Regions from separate parts of the Mus musculus genome. Here all the other regions are linked to region 3. Evidence: chromatin contacts called from public Hi-C, HiChIP or PLAC-seq and Micro-C data. All regions are on one chromosome and are shown on one strand. The core of a region is the stretch at or near the end of the contact, and the rest is flanking DNA. Distances in the headings are between cores, read along the strand shown. Region 1 holds the start of Ctsz (cathepsin Z). Region 2 overlaps Gm30537 (a long non-coding RNA gene). Region 3 holds the start of Pmepa1 (prostate transmembrane protein, androgen induced 1). Region 4 has its middle 9.1 kb from the start of Gnas.

Evidence for each region. Hi-C and Micro-C count contacts between places; a contact is called where the count stands out from the background. HiChIP or PLAC-seq counts read pairs in DNA pulled down with a chosen protein or histone mark.
Region 1: an H3K27ac HiChIP or PLAC-seq map of bone marrow-derived dendritic cells shows a contact between it and region 3, with 6 times the contacts expected there. The contact joins the promoter of Ctsz here to the promoter of Pmepa1 in region 3. A contact is called at or near these places in 5 of 39 promoter capture datasets (hippocampal neurons, liver, pre-B cells and 1 more), 2 of 115 datasets of contacts at active chromatin or transcription factors (bone marrow-derived dendritic cells and pancreatic cancer cells) and 1 of 9 other capture datasets (liver).
Region 2: a contact with region 3 is called in a Hi-C map of B cells, with 6 read pairs. The contact joins the enhancer-like site here to the promoter of Pmepa1 in region 3. A contact is called at or near these places in 4 of 39 promoter capture datasets (cranial neural crest, frontonasal cranial neural crest, hippocampal neurons and 1 more), 1 of 484 Hi-C or Micro-C datasets (B cells) and 3 of 115 datasets of contacts at active chromatin or transcription factors (embryonic forebrain, embryonic hindbrain and forebrain).
Region 4: a Micro-C map of embryonic stem cells shows a contact between it and region 3, with 3 times the contacts expected there. The contact joins the enhancer-like site here to the promoter of Pmepa1 in region 3. A contact is called at or near these places in 11 of 39 promoter capture datasets (the 3T3-L1 cell line, the HPC-7 cell line, cranial neural crest and 6 more), 1 of 484 Hi-C or Micro-C datasets (embryonic stem cells) and 6 of 115 datasets of contacts at active chromatin or transcription factors (embryonic forebrain, embryonic limb bud, embryonic stem cells and 3 more).

The regions. Positions count from the first base shown.
Region 1 is chr2:174,437,353-174,440,313 of GRCm38.p6, reverse strand. Ctsz (cathepsin Z) reads left to right here and starts at 1,275. Exons shown (of 6, transcript NM_022325.5): 1 at 1,275-1,564; 2 at 1,986-2,149. The coding sequence starts at 1,416.
Region 2 is chr2:174,883,103-174,886,259 of GRCm38.p6, reverse strand. The region is part of intron 2 of Gm30537 (a long non-coding RNA gene); the gene reads right to left. Among named protein-coding and RNA genes, the nearest start is that of Gm30537, 4.3 kb to the right of the region's middle. Within about 2 kb of position 1,804, at least 19 of the 459 cell types and tissues checked have an H3K27ac peak or open chromatin away from gene starts, as enhancers often do.
Region 3 is chr2:173,275,234-173,278,307 of GRCm38.p6, reverse strand. It overlaps Pmepa1 (prostate transmembrane protein, androgen induced 1), which reads left to right and starts at 1,775. Exons shown (of 4, transcript NM_022995.3): 1 at 1,775-2,220. The coding sequence starts at 2,124.
Region 4 is chr2:174,287,275-174,290,306 of GRCm38.p6, reverse strand. It overlaps Gnasas1 and a transcript of Gnas not described here. Among named protein-coding and RNA genes, the nearest start is that of Gnas, 9.1 kb to the left of the region's middle. Within about 2 kb of position 1,491, at least 18 of the 459 cell types and tissues checked have an H3K27ac peak or open chromatin away from gene starts, as enhancers often do. A contact at or near this core is called in embryonic stem cells and stem cell-derived epiblast-like cells, where this site is marked.

The DNA of each region.
Region 1 (2,961 bases), core at 26-2,525, 1.2 Mb before region 3:
TGTGGGATGCCATAGAATCGCCAAGACCAATTGTCCCCTTCCTGCGAGAGAGAGCCCATGTGGAACCCACGTGGGAGGCGACACTCCCCCAGAGTGGACCGAAGGGCTCTAAGGTCAATGCATGGTCACTACTGGGGAGAACTGGCTTAGGGAACTCAGGTCTCTGCCTGGGCCTTGGGAGGCCCTCATTCCTACCAGGCTACTTACCACCCAGCAGAAGGGAGAGGTTGCCATGACCCCCCAGGATGAAAGATTTCAACATACAGATGCCAGTGTTCATTTGCCTCCGTGACTACTTTATAGCAACAGGGAACAAAACTCTTGCGTTGTTAAGGGTAGCCCCAAGTTTGCTTCTGAGGTCTTGTTCTGCTCTCTGACAGGAGGTATCCAGCAGGCTTTTGAGTCTTGTTGGAATCCTGGGTGATCTGGAAAGGCAGGCAGCAAGACAGCCATTATGATTTCTGACTGCCCCTATCCACAGACAGAGGAATGGCTGTAGCCCCACTGGCCATCGCGCATCAGGAATCTCACACCCACCACCTGGAGAGAGCCTGAGATAAAACACCAGGGGATGTTTCTTACAGAAGAAGAGATAGCTTTGTGGCCTGGGACTGCTGACAATAGCTCACGGGGCACAGGGGGAAGGGGAAATTCTCCCATTACGAAACCTAGGCTGGCCAGGTCCCACTTCTTTCTCAGTTCCTCATCTTGGAAGAGTCTGGTTAGCAGGGACCCTTTCCAGAACCCCAGGGACTCACGATATATGTGCCAAGTGAAAAAAAAGAAAAAAAAGAAAAAAGAAAAGAGTAATCCTGGAAGGATCCTTCTCTGTGAAGGAGAGCTGTCTCTTCAGGAAAAGCCTGGGTCTTGGGGGGTGGAGAGGAGGGGCTCAGAAAGCCAGGCTAGAGTCCAATGCTGGGTATGACCCACACCTTCTTCCAGCCTCAGGATATCTCTGTGCGCTCCTAGGGAGACCTAACCTAATGGGACACTGCACCACACTCCAGAGCAGAGAAACAAAAGAATCTGGGCTGAGTGGGCCAATGGAAGCCTGCTGAGCCCTACCCTGCTCCAGGATGCCTGGGTCTCTGAATAGTAAACTTAAGTTTTGCTGTCAGTCCGTGTTATCACAATGGCTGGTGGCACTGTCAGGTCTGGGGTCTGGTTGTGTGACCCCAGGTTCTGCTGATCCGGTTGTTTGATTCCTAGTGAGGCAGATTATCTCCTGGGGGCTGCCGAGCGGGGCGGGGCGGGGGCAGGAGCAGCGGGGAAGGCCCCGCCCTCGGGGTGTGTCCAACTTGGGCGCCTCCTAAAGGACCGGGCGGGGCGTCCCGAGCGCGTGGGCCTGCGGGTCGGGTCAAGAGGTCGAAGGTGCTGCGCGTGATCCAGGATCCGAATTGGCCCGGAGCAGGAGCATGGCGTCGTCGGGGTCGGTGCAGCAGCTGCCCCTGGTGCTGCTGATGTTGCTGTTGGCGAGTGCGGCACGGGCCAGACTCTACTTCCGCTCGGGCCAGACTTGCTACCATCCCATTCGCGGGGACCAGCTGGCTCTGCTGGGGCGCAGGTGGGCGCGGGGCTGTGCCTAGGGAGGAAAAGGGTCAACTTCTAGGCCAGGCGCGCACCCCCTGACACTTGGGACCTTGCCCCATCCTCCCTCATTAGGCCTGGGAAGCACAAATCCCATCCCTTCCTTTTGGGATGATTTTCACATCCGGGGAGCTCTGGGGTTTGCTGGTTTGGGCAGTTCTCGCCTCTACTGCCTTTGTTAGTGAGCATTAGCGTATTTCGGAGATGCTCTGTCACATTCAGCTTCCAATAGTCCTGGGTTCTGCTGGTGGCTCTTCTGGGTCAAGTTCTGAACCGACCACAGTTTGGGAAGAAGGCCAACAGGAGAAATGACTGGATTTGTGGCCCTGGTGGGGGTAGGGAGAGGGGAGGCCCTATGCGTTCCAGAGTTGGTTTCCATTGCCATGATGTCCTCCCAGGACTTATCCTCGGCCGCATGAGTACCTGTCCCCAGCGGATCTCCCCAAGAATTGGGACTGGAGAAATGTGAACGGTGTCAACTATGCCAGCGTCACCAGGAACCAGCACATCCCACAGTACTGTGGTTCCTGCTGGGCCCACGGCAGCACCAGTGCCATGGCAGGTAGGTGGCCTGGCGCTCCATGCTAAGCCTAGGGCAGGGCCAGTATCTTGGCCAGGTGGGTGGCTGCACTTCACCATCCAATCTACCTTTAGGTGAGCCATGATAGCCATAGCCCGGGGCTACAGGGGCCCATGGCCCTGTACCATGATTCAGACTTGGATTTCCCCTCAGCCAGAGTGAGGTGGCTGTGTCATTCTGGAGTTCTCTCCTGTGGGCCTACTAGGGCCTCTGTGGGACAGGCTTGGGCTGGAATCTGGTGACAAGTGGCTCCCAGGAACCTTCCCTTCCTCAGAACTTGTGACTTCAGCCATTGAGAACCATGGGACCGGTGTTGCAAAATCACTGAGTTCACAGTTGGTTTGTGGGGCGTGGAAGTGAAACTGCTTCTCAGTAGCAGCTGGCATTTGAGGTGAACATGTTCCCCAGTACGAAATGGCCCCCCCAGCTCTCTTCTTCGAACCTTAGCCTGGCCGCCCAAGAGTCAAGTAGAAGTTCATTCAGTAGGAAGAGAGAGGCCCCAGAGGGCTGCTGTGCCCTTCCTTGGTAGAGGAAGCAGGAGCCAGGGAGTGCCAATCTACCTGTAGCATGGAGATTCAGCTTTGCCATCCCCAGAGGTGGTTCCTGGAAACCAATGGGGAAGGGAGTCTCCTGCCTGGGAGTGGGACTCAGCCAGTGTCCTCTCTTGATTGGGTATCTTTTTGGCCAAGTCTGTTGTAGGTGGAGCCTAGGTTGAGGATTAAGAAAATGAAATTTCATTACTGAAATGGCAGTGCTCTTGCCCGTAGGGCTTATGTAGGTCTTGCCTGCCAGTT
Region 2 (3,157 bases), core at 555-3,054, 1.6 Mb before region 3:
GCCACACCAGACTTTTTATCTGGGTGCTGGGAACCTTAATTCATGTCTCCATGCTTGTTCTACAGGCACTGCACTACCTGAGCCATGTCCCCAGACTCTAGTCTCTGCTCTGTCACCAGATCTCCTGTAACTTTGAGGCCCAGGAGTCTGCAATGGACCCAACAACAGTGACTGGGTTCATTGACGAATATTCTGGCTCCTGGGCTTAGGTGTACAAGTTAGTGAGTGAGAGAGAGAGAAAGAGGGAGACAGAGACAGAGACAGAGAGAGACAGACAGACAGACACACAGAGAGACAGAGAGATAGAGAAAGACACACAGAGAGAAACACACACACACACACACACAGAGAGAGAGAGAGAGAGAGAGAGAGAGAGAGAGAGAGAGAGGCAGGAACTTGAAGCAACTAATGTCACAGCCGTAGTCAAGAGCAGAGAGAGAGAGTTAATACATATCTATTTCTGTTTGACTCACTTTCTCTCACTCTTACACACTTATCAATCCTCTTCCTAGGGAATGGAGGCACCCACTGTGTGTGCATCTCCCCACCACAATTAATACAAGGCAAGTGTCCAGACATGTCCACAAGTAACTTGGTCTAGACGACTCCTCATTGAGGTCCCTTCTTAGGTAACTCTACATTGTGCCAAGTTGAGCAAACCAACCATTACATGTAGGAGTCATTTTCTTCCTTCTAGCAGGAAGCAAATGAATTACCGGTTACTTCTAGGCAGAGACTAGGAGATCCTCTCTGGGCCTTATGTATCTCTGCTGGTGTCCTACCATTGCCCCTGAGCTCTGAAAAGATGAAAGCCTTCATTTGTTCATCTAGGACGAACTCAAATAGCTCCAGATAGTCCCCAGCCAGGGCCTCGCAGGATGGATGAGTTAGCTGGGCATGTGTAATGATCAGGATCAGATTTTTAAAAGCACTCTTGTTCTGCTCAAAGAGTTGGTTCCAATTTCTGAATCTCTTACTCCTGGGTAGATAAACAACTTCATTCCAGAGGCCCCTGCTTCCCTTGGACATAGGTACTAGTCATCTTTCCTAACCAGGCCCAGCCTGAAGCTGCCCTCTGTCCTGGGGTTAGCTTTGTCTAAGTTTCACAGGACTGTCTTCACTGTAAGTTTCTTTCCACTTTGGGAGCTCTAAAGTAAGTGTCCCATCTTTGCTCTCTGGGAAGACATTTTTGTGGTTTCTGAAATCTGGATCCAATACGTTGGATAAACTATGGCTCCAGGGGCCTCTCCTTCTCTCTGTCTGTAACTGGCGCTTTCATTCCAAAGCAGCATGGGCTGCAGGCTGGCCTGACTTCTTCAGCCCAGGTCTTGCTTTTCCAGCATGTATCTGTAGGCAGAACTTAAAAACCACAGTCTGATGTGGAAAAGGTTCGGTAATGGGGTCTCCTGCTCTCTCTCCCTAATGTTTTTCTGCCCTGTTGTTTTCAAGTCTACTGTTTGAAAGGAGCAGGGTGGGCATTTTATCTCCCCTTCCTTCCCTGCAGACCTCCCTTGAAATCGATGTATTCCAACCCAGGCTGGTTGACAGGCAATAGGAAAGGCTGAGGAGAAGCTCTGCTGGGATGGCTCTGCTGGAGCGAGCTACTGACGAAAGGGGTCCACAAAGAAAATGCACAGCCGACTGCGCATGGCGCACAAACATTTACCTTCTCAGACGCCGGAACTAACGGCAGAAAAATCATCTGGAACAGGAAGGCAATTAAAAGCCCATTCCAGAATGGAGAGGCAGAGGCTCTGCCCTGCTCTACCCTTGAAGATGATGAAGAATAATGTACCTCCCTGTCAAGGCTGTGTGTGGATCAGAGCTTCGAGAGAGGCGGAGGGAGGGGCTCTCCATAGAAACTATGTAAATGGCTTGGTGCATATGGCTTCAAATACGTCGGAGGTGAGCAAAGGAAAGAATAATTCAGAGCCCTTCGCTGGTAACCTTTTCAGTAAGAGCCCTCTCTTCCCTTTTATGTGCTCTCCCGTGCTTGTATTTAAGAAGGGAATTAATTCACTTTAACGTTCCTTGACTTGTAAATCTGGCTTGAAGGTTAGGCAAGGGAATGAGTCCCTGGGGCTTTCACCAAACCATGATTAAAGTTGGAGGGAAGATGGATCGGCTGTGTTTGTGTTCATACCGCAGAAGGTCCCTTGAAAGGCAAAGGCAATCGCCCCTCTGGTTTTCCTCTCATGTCCTGGGTTCCCAGGAGTGACGTGTCATCCCCACCAGACACACACACACATACCTGCACGTGGACAGCAACAGTGGGCAAATAATTCCCACTTGTAAATATGCTTCTGTGTTCCAGAAAGAGTACCCCAGACCAGAACTTGGAAGTAAATATAAATTTTTCCCTGTTTAAAAATAAATTACGTATTTTAAAAACTCCTTAGTAGCTTAACGTCATGGAGTCTGCTGGTGTCCTGCTGCAGGCAAGCAGCACAAAGCCTGTAAGATAGGGCTGTGAAGAAGAGGGGGGAGGGAGAGAGGAAGGGAGGATGAGTGGGAAGAGGAAGGGAGATGGAAGGAGGAAGGGAAAGGAAGGGGGAGGCAGGAAATCAAGAAAAGAAGAAAGGAAGGAGCAAAAGGGGCTTCGATACTTTTGAAAGGAAGCCATGTCTGGTTTTGAGTGACCAGCTCAGAAGAACAACACAGAGTAGGTCATATTTGTCTGTCTGTTTGCTGAAATCCGTTTTCTCCTTTGTACCGAGTGAGACGGAAATCGTGTCCCCTCTCCATTCTTGCTGCCACATGCCAAGGAACACTGACCATGAATGACAGCGTGTGTGTGTGTGTGTGTGTGTGTGTGTGTGTGTGTCCCAGGAGTCTACACTGGGTTTTCTTTGCTGATGAGCAGACAGGGAGGAAACAGCCTGCCGTCCTTCCCCAGTTTGGTAGGGATGCTCCACGAGCACACATGGGTCCCTTGCTTGGTAGGGACACAGTTCATTGTCATCTTGCCTTCCTTGTCTCATTCGCCATCCTGTTCTGGTGTTTCTTGGTATGATCTTCCTAGTAAGGAACTTGTATGTGATCCCCAGGGTCAATCTCGGTTCTGGGCAGAGCTCCTCATGAGAGACAAGATGGCAGCCAAAGGACCTGTCAGTTCTGCTCAGCCCACCAAGCAACTAAAACAGTCTATTTCCATGAC
Region 3 (3,074 bases), core at 526-3,025:
ACTGAACAGTCCTGATGCAGCTGAGCCTTCCTTTCCTTTGCCAAGATCCATTTAAAACTAGCCAATCTTGAAAGACTGTGAGGCTGGGGCCCCGCACTCGTGGGGAAGAGACACAGTTGCCACCTGCGTTAGAACAAGAACAAATGAATCCCCTGCCCTGTCCTGGCTTTAAGACTGAGCTTATAGCTGGAGCAATGGCTCAACCCTTAACAGTACTTTACTGTTCTTCCAGAGGACCTGGGTTCAGTTTCCAGCACCCTCACGGTGGCTCACAACCATCTGTAACTCCAGTTCCCAGAGGATCGATCAATGGCCTTCTGGCCTTTGACATAAAGGACACACACGTCGCATAGACACGCACAGGCAAAGCATTCATACATATATAAAAAAATAAATATTAAAAACAAAAAGCAAGATTGAGCTGCTATTTCAAACAAATGGACTAAGCACCTTGGAACCTCCCTCTGGGAGGACACTGGGCTCCGCGGTGGCTCCTCCAGGAAGGTCACGGAAGGTTAGGCAGAGGAACCCACTTCCTGGGCTGCTCTGAAAACTATTCTCTCAGCTTCACCTATTCACCAGTCTATTAAAAATAAATAACAAAAACCTGTGAAAGCTTTCCCCTTCTTTAATGACAAGGGACACAGCCCCTTAAAGTCCTTGGATCCCTCGTGGGCAGGGACAGGTACTCCATCAGGCTGTGCAGAACTTAGGCTCCGTCTTCCTGAGCCTTCACCGCTGTGCTTAGCTGAACCGAACACTTTCTCTGGCTGTAAAATGAAGCCAAATAATAATTTGTCTCCCCAAGTTGCTATGGGAGACATTACTATCTGGTGTGCTTCTGGCACACAGTAGGCACGCCAGGCGACTGAAAGTTTAGGAATGGGTCAAGGAGGCGTACTTCATATTTGAGGCTGGCTTTGCGCTAGGGATGGGAGGCCTCTTATGTAACAGTTTAATATCTTTGAAGCCAGAGCACGGGTTCCCATAGCTCTCCAGTAATTAATTAAAACTTAATGAACAAAAAGCACCCTCCCTTGACCCCCTTTTACACTCTGAGCCACACAACCCAGTCGGTGGCCCTTGGGGCGGCAGATAGAGGGTGAGGGTGTGTAACTGCTTGGGTGTCCCATAATAGTAACACACACACACACACACACACACACACACACTCTCACCCCCAGTCCCGGGCACTAATTTACAAGGCAAGGACCAGGGGGCGCTTCTCGGGGCGTGTCTACAGAAATTCCAGTCTATCCAAAAGGCCCAGTTAAAGAGCCGCGCGGGGTTGGGGGTTGCGGAGGGGCTCAGACTAATTCTCAGTCTCCTGAGAAATACAGCTATGGATGGGTCTTTACTCCAGACCCTCCATGCTCTGATCTCCATGCATTAAACTCTTCCAAGGCGCCCCAGAAACCTTATAGTCTTCGGGTGCCCCCAAAAGCCTGGGTGGAGGGCCCCAGGGGCAGGAGTTGGAGAGGAGAACACCTTAACTTTTCGTCTTGATTCTTGTTCTGTGTTGTGACCGCCGCAGGCACGGGGGCTCCCGCGGACCGGGCCTGCGGAGTCTCGAGGGCGCTGGGTCTACGCAGCGCCGGCGACCGGTCTACATGGACGCTAGGCTCGGGCCCTTTAAGAGCCCGCCCCGCGAGCGACGGGCCCGCCCCCCGGGCCGAGGAGGGTGCGGGGGCCGTCGGCGGGGATTGGCGCAGCGCGCGCCCCCTCCGCGGCCCCCGCGCGGTGGGAACCGGCAGCCCCGTCTAGCGCTGACGTCAGACCGTCTGCCTGCCTCCGACCGCGGGCGCGCGGCGCAACCCGATCTCCTTGGACTTGAATGAGGAGCGGGCGGCGGCGCTCAGCTGCGGATCGGCCGGCGCGCAGGCTGAGCCCGGCGGCCCCGTGCCCCGGCCGCCCGCCCGTGCCCCGCACGCCGCCCGCGGCCACGGCCCGCCGCCCCGGGGCTCCCGCTCGGCGGCCGGGGGACCCAGCTCGCCTCGGGGACCTCGGCGGCGCCCCGAGCCCGCGCCGCGCTGCTCGCTGTATGCGGGGCCCGAGCCCCGCGCGCCGGCCGGAGCCGCCCCCGCGCCCCGCGCCTCGCGCCCCGCGCCGCCCGTGACCGCTTGATGGGGGTCAACGGCACCGCCGCCGCCGCCGCCGGGCAGCCCAATGTCTCCTGCGCGTGCAACTGCCAGCGCTCTTTGTTCCCCAGCATGGAGATCAGTGAGTGTGCCCTGTTCCCCCCGGGACAGCCCCGTGGGATCCCCGGCCCGGGACATCGGGATCGCGTGGGGACTCGGGGGCCGCGCGCCTGCCTCGCCCAGGCTCCCCGGTTGCGCTCGCCGCGCCCGGGGCGCGCCCTCCCGGAGGCTCGCGGCAGCTGGCGGCCGGCCCGGCTTTGTCCCGCGGCGCTGCGAGCCTGGCACGGTCCCCGCCGCGCGCGCCCCGCCCGGCCCGACTCGGACCCGGGGCTCGGCGGGGACGTCGCGCCTCTTGGGAGGGCCAGGGGAGCCGGGTCGGGGAAGTTTCCATTCCGTTTTCCCTAGGGGCCGCGGCGATGGAGCAATTAGGCTCTTTATCAACTTTGGGCGGGGGAGCGGGCGGGGGAGACACTGTCTGGCCCGGGAGGTGTCTGGGGCTCCTGGCGTGTGTCTGGAGTGGCCATGGCGATGCGTCCCGGGTTTCCGTGCGTATGTAGAGTGCGCTAGTCTGTCTGTCTGAGTCTCCGCGCGTCTTTTGGTGTCTGTGGTTCAGAGTCGCGGTCTGTGCCGGCCGAGTGCGTGTCCGAGTGTTCCTGCATCTCAGTGTGACTGATTTGCTGTGTGCTCGTGGCGGGGGTTGGGGATATGATCTGGATCCAGCCAGATTTAAGGACCGTTTGTGTTCAGGTGTCTGAATCCAGGGCTCAGCGCTGGCGCGTCTAGCCCACCGCGGATCCCCAGTGTGTGTCATTGTGAATGTCTGTCCCGGACTCCTATAAATAGCCTCTGTCTGGACTGCTTGGCTCACTCTGGCTGGGACGGTGGTTACAAATGAGTCAAAGTTTTGGGGCTGTTTGTGTTGAGACCTCCTTGGAG
Region 4 (3,032 bases), core at 242-2,741, 1.0 Mb before region 3:
AATAAATGGTCAATAAAAAGTCAATTTGCAGAGCCGATTATTGGGAGAAGTGTTTGCTTTGTTTGCCTCAGCAGTGGAGCCAAATTTGGCTGTGTGTTTGTGTCTGGGGGTGAGTGTGTGGTGTATGTCTGCTGTGCATATGAGTGTGGGTGTGTATGAGTGTGGTGTGCTTGCTTGTGTGTGTCTGGTGTGTGTGTGTGTGTATGTATGTATACATACATATGGGGGAGTGAGTGTGGGTGTGTTTGTGTGTGTATGAGTATGGTGTGCTTGTGTGAGTGGCTGTGTTTATGTGTATGAGTGGGTACATTTGTATATGAGTGTCTGGTGTGTGTATAATTGTGGGTGTGCTTGTGTGTATGAGTGTGTGTGTATGAGTATGTCTGGTGTGCTTGTGAGTGTGTGTGGTGTATGACTGTGATGTTTGTGTGTGTGTGTGTGTGGATGAGTGTGTGCTTGTGTGTGAGCATGAGTGTCTGTCGTGTGTTTGTGGATGAGTAGGTGCATGTGTCGGGTATGTGTGTGGATGAGTGTGTGCTTGTGTGTGAGCATGAGTGTCTGTCGTGTTTGTGGATGAGTAGGTGCATGTGTCGGGTATGTGTGTGGATGAGTGTGGTGTTTGTGCATGTGAGAGGTATCTGGGGTATGAGTATTGAGTGTCTGGTGTGTTTGTATGAGTACGTGCATGTGTTTGATACGTGTGTGCATGTTTGTGGTGTGTGTGAGAGTGAGCTTAGCTATTACCAGGCCTTGCAGCATATAAAAAGATGTGAGTACTAAAACTGGAGACAGGAACCACTGGCTGGATATGGCTGGAAAAAAAGCCCCTGGGAGGGAATGATAATGGACAGGAGGTGAAACACTTCCCCGTTTATCCCAACTATCTAGAGCCTCTAAGCCATTACTTAACCTGTACTGTCAGCTTGCTGTCTCCCATATTTCGTAGCTAGCATCCCTAATGGGCTTGTACCAACTGGGTTCTGGAAGGTTCATTCTAGACACTAACCACAGGGGGAGAATTCGGGAACAGCACAACATAGCATTGATAGGTGCTCTTAGGAGTGCTCGCTCACACTCCCCAACCCCGCCCCCAGGACTGGACGCAGTGAGTCTTGACAACACAAACACACTTCTTCACAGTTAGTGCTTTTTATTTAGTCAAACATTTGAGATTTGGGAACGTCGCTGGAGCTAGAGGTGCGGCTCTGCCCTTCTGACACCAGAGAGAGAACGATTTTGTTCTGCTAGCACACTTTAAGAAGAAACTGAGGCAGAGGGGTGTGAGGGAAGACCGGAGGCAGTCAGCAAGGTGGGAAAGAGGCACCCTGGGCTCACCCAGTATCTTATGCCTTTTGTCTCAGTCTGCTGGTTTCTCATTCTGTCTGGGTTTGGGAGTTAGGTTAATTAGTGGCCAAACCCCACAACAGGACATTCCTTCCCTCATGTGGAGCACGGGATCAAAGGTATGGCCTGAGTTTCTCATCTTGTTACTAAGTGGGACTTCAGAGGAAGCAGTATTTGAGCTAACAAGGTGACATCACTGGTCTCTGGCCCTGAACAATTGATTATCATGACTTGCTTTTGTTGCTTTTGTGATGGGCTGCTGTCCTGCTTGCCCCCACACCGTTGTCTCTGCTCAGTTTCCTCATCCTCTTTTCTTTTGACATGACAAAAGGAGAAATTAAGTAAATCCATTAAAAAAAAAAAACTTTATTCTTACCAGTTCTGATGTTTCAAGTTTCTCGTTAAGGGGACACAGCTGCTAAAATGTAGGCTAAAGAGTCAAAGGTTGTAAGCAATCCCAGAGGATAAAAGGCTTCAGGCACATAAAAAAGCAAACAAAAAAACACACTTACAAATCAATCCTAGAGTTTACACCTCCCATCTCATTCTCCAATTCTCACAAATAAAATTAAAAGTTTTACTGATAAACTAAACAGTACTTACATCTGGCATTTGCCACCACACGGTATTTGAACATTGCCACATAATTTTAAAAAAGAAAATCACTTAAAAGACACTCAATAATCGCACCCTTCCACCACAGAAGGAAGTTTTCCCATTAAGCAAACGATTAATGCAGCTAAAGATCCAAAAGCTCTTGGAAGGCAGTTTAACTAGCTTTGTCACCGACCCCCACTTGTCCCACGTGCATCTCCCTCAGCCAGTCTACCTACGGAGGGAAAGGGCTTGCCAGTCCATTCAAATGCTAACCCCGCTTTAACAGGGTGAGACAAAGGGCTAGTTAGGGATGTTTGAGGACCTGCTAGAAAAGCCCTGGAAAAGTAAAATCCTGAGCCTAGTGAGCGAATGAACTATTTCACAGAAAATGGCCTTGGGATGGGTGTTTTATCAAAACCTCTTGTGTGGGTGGTGGGGCTCTCCCAAGGGTGGTGTGCTCCTATATAGCCCGCCGAGGTTTTTTTACCTGGAGTCAGGATGGCGCTAGGGAGGGGGAGGTGCTGAGAGGGAGGGGAGGGTTGTGCGGGCCGGTAGCAGGCTGGACTAAAGCGTCTGCTGTGACTCAGGTAGACAGTGCAAGGTTACTAATAGAAAGCAAAATGCGCGTTCCTGTTTGAATACCCCGGGTATGAGCCTCTCTTACACTGCTCACTTGGGCTTCTTTTGTAGCTATTGTTGTGTTGTTTTTAAATTTGGTTTGTTGGCGGGGGGAGAGGGTGTTTGTTTTTGTTTTTTCCCGGAAACGGGGTTTCTCTGTGCAGTCCTGGCAGTTCGGGAACTTGCTCTGTAGAGCAGGCTGGCCTAGAACTCACAGAGATCCACCTGCCTCCCCATCCCCACCCGACCCCCGCTGAGATTAGAGGTTTGCACCACCTTGCCAGGCTCTAGGCTTCTATAAGAACAGCGTGAGGTGGTGGTTATAGAAACTGGAGACACTTTTAAATTTTTATTTATCCCAGCAACAAGGCAGCATCCTAATTTTTAGCTAATGAAAAAAAAATCTAACTGCTGAAAAAAAAGTGCGGCTTCTCCACCTGTTAACTAGAAACCTGTTGCTTGGTAAACTCAGG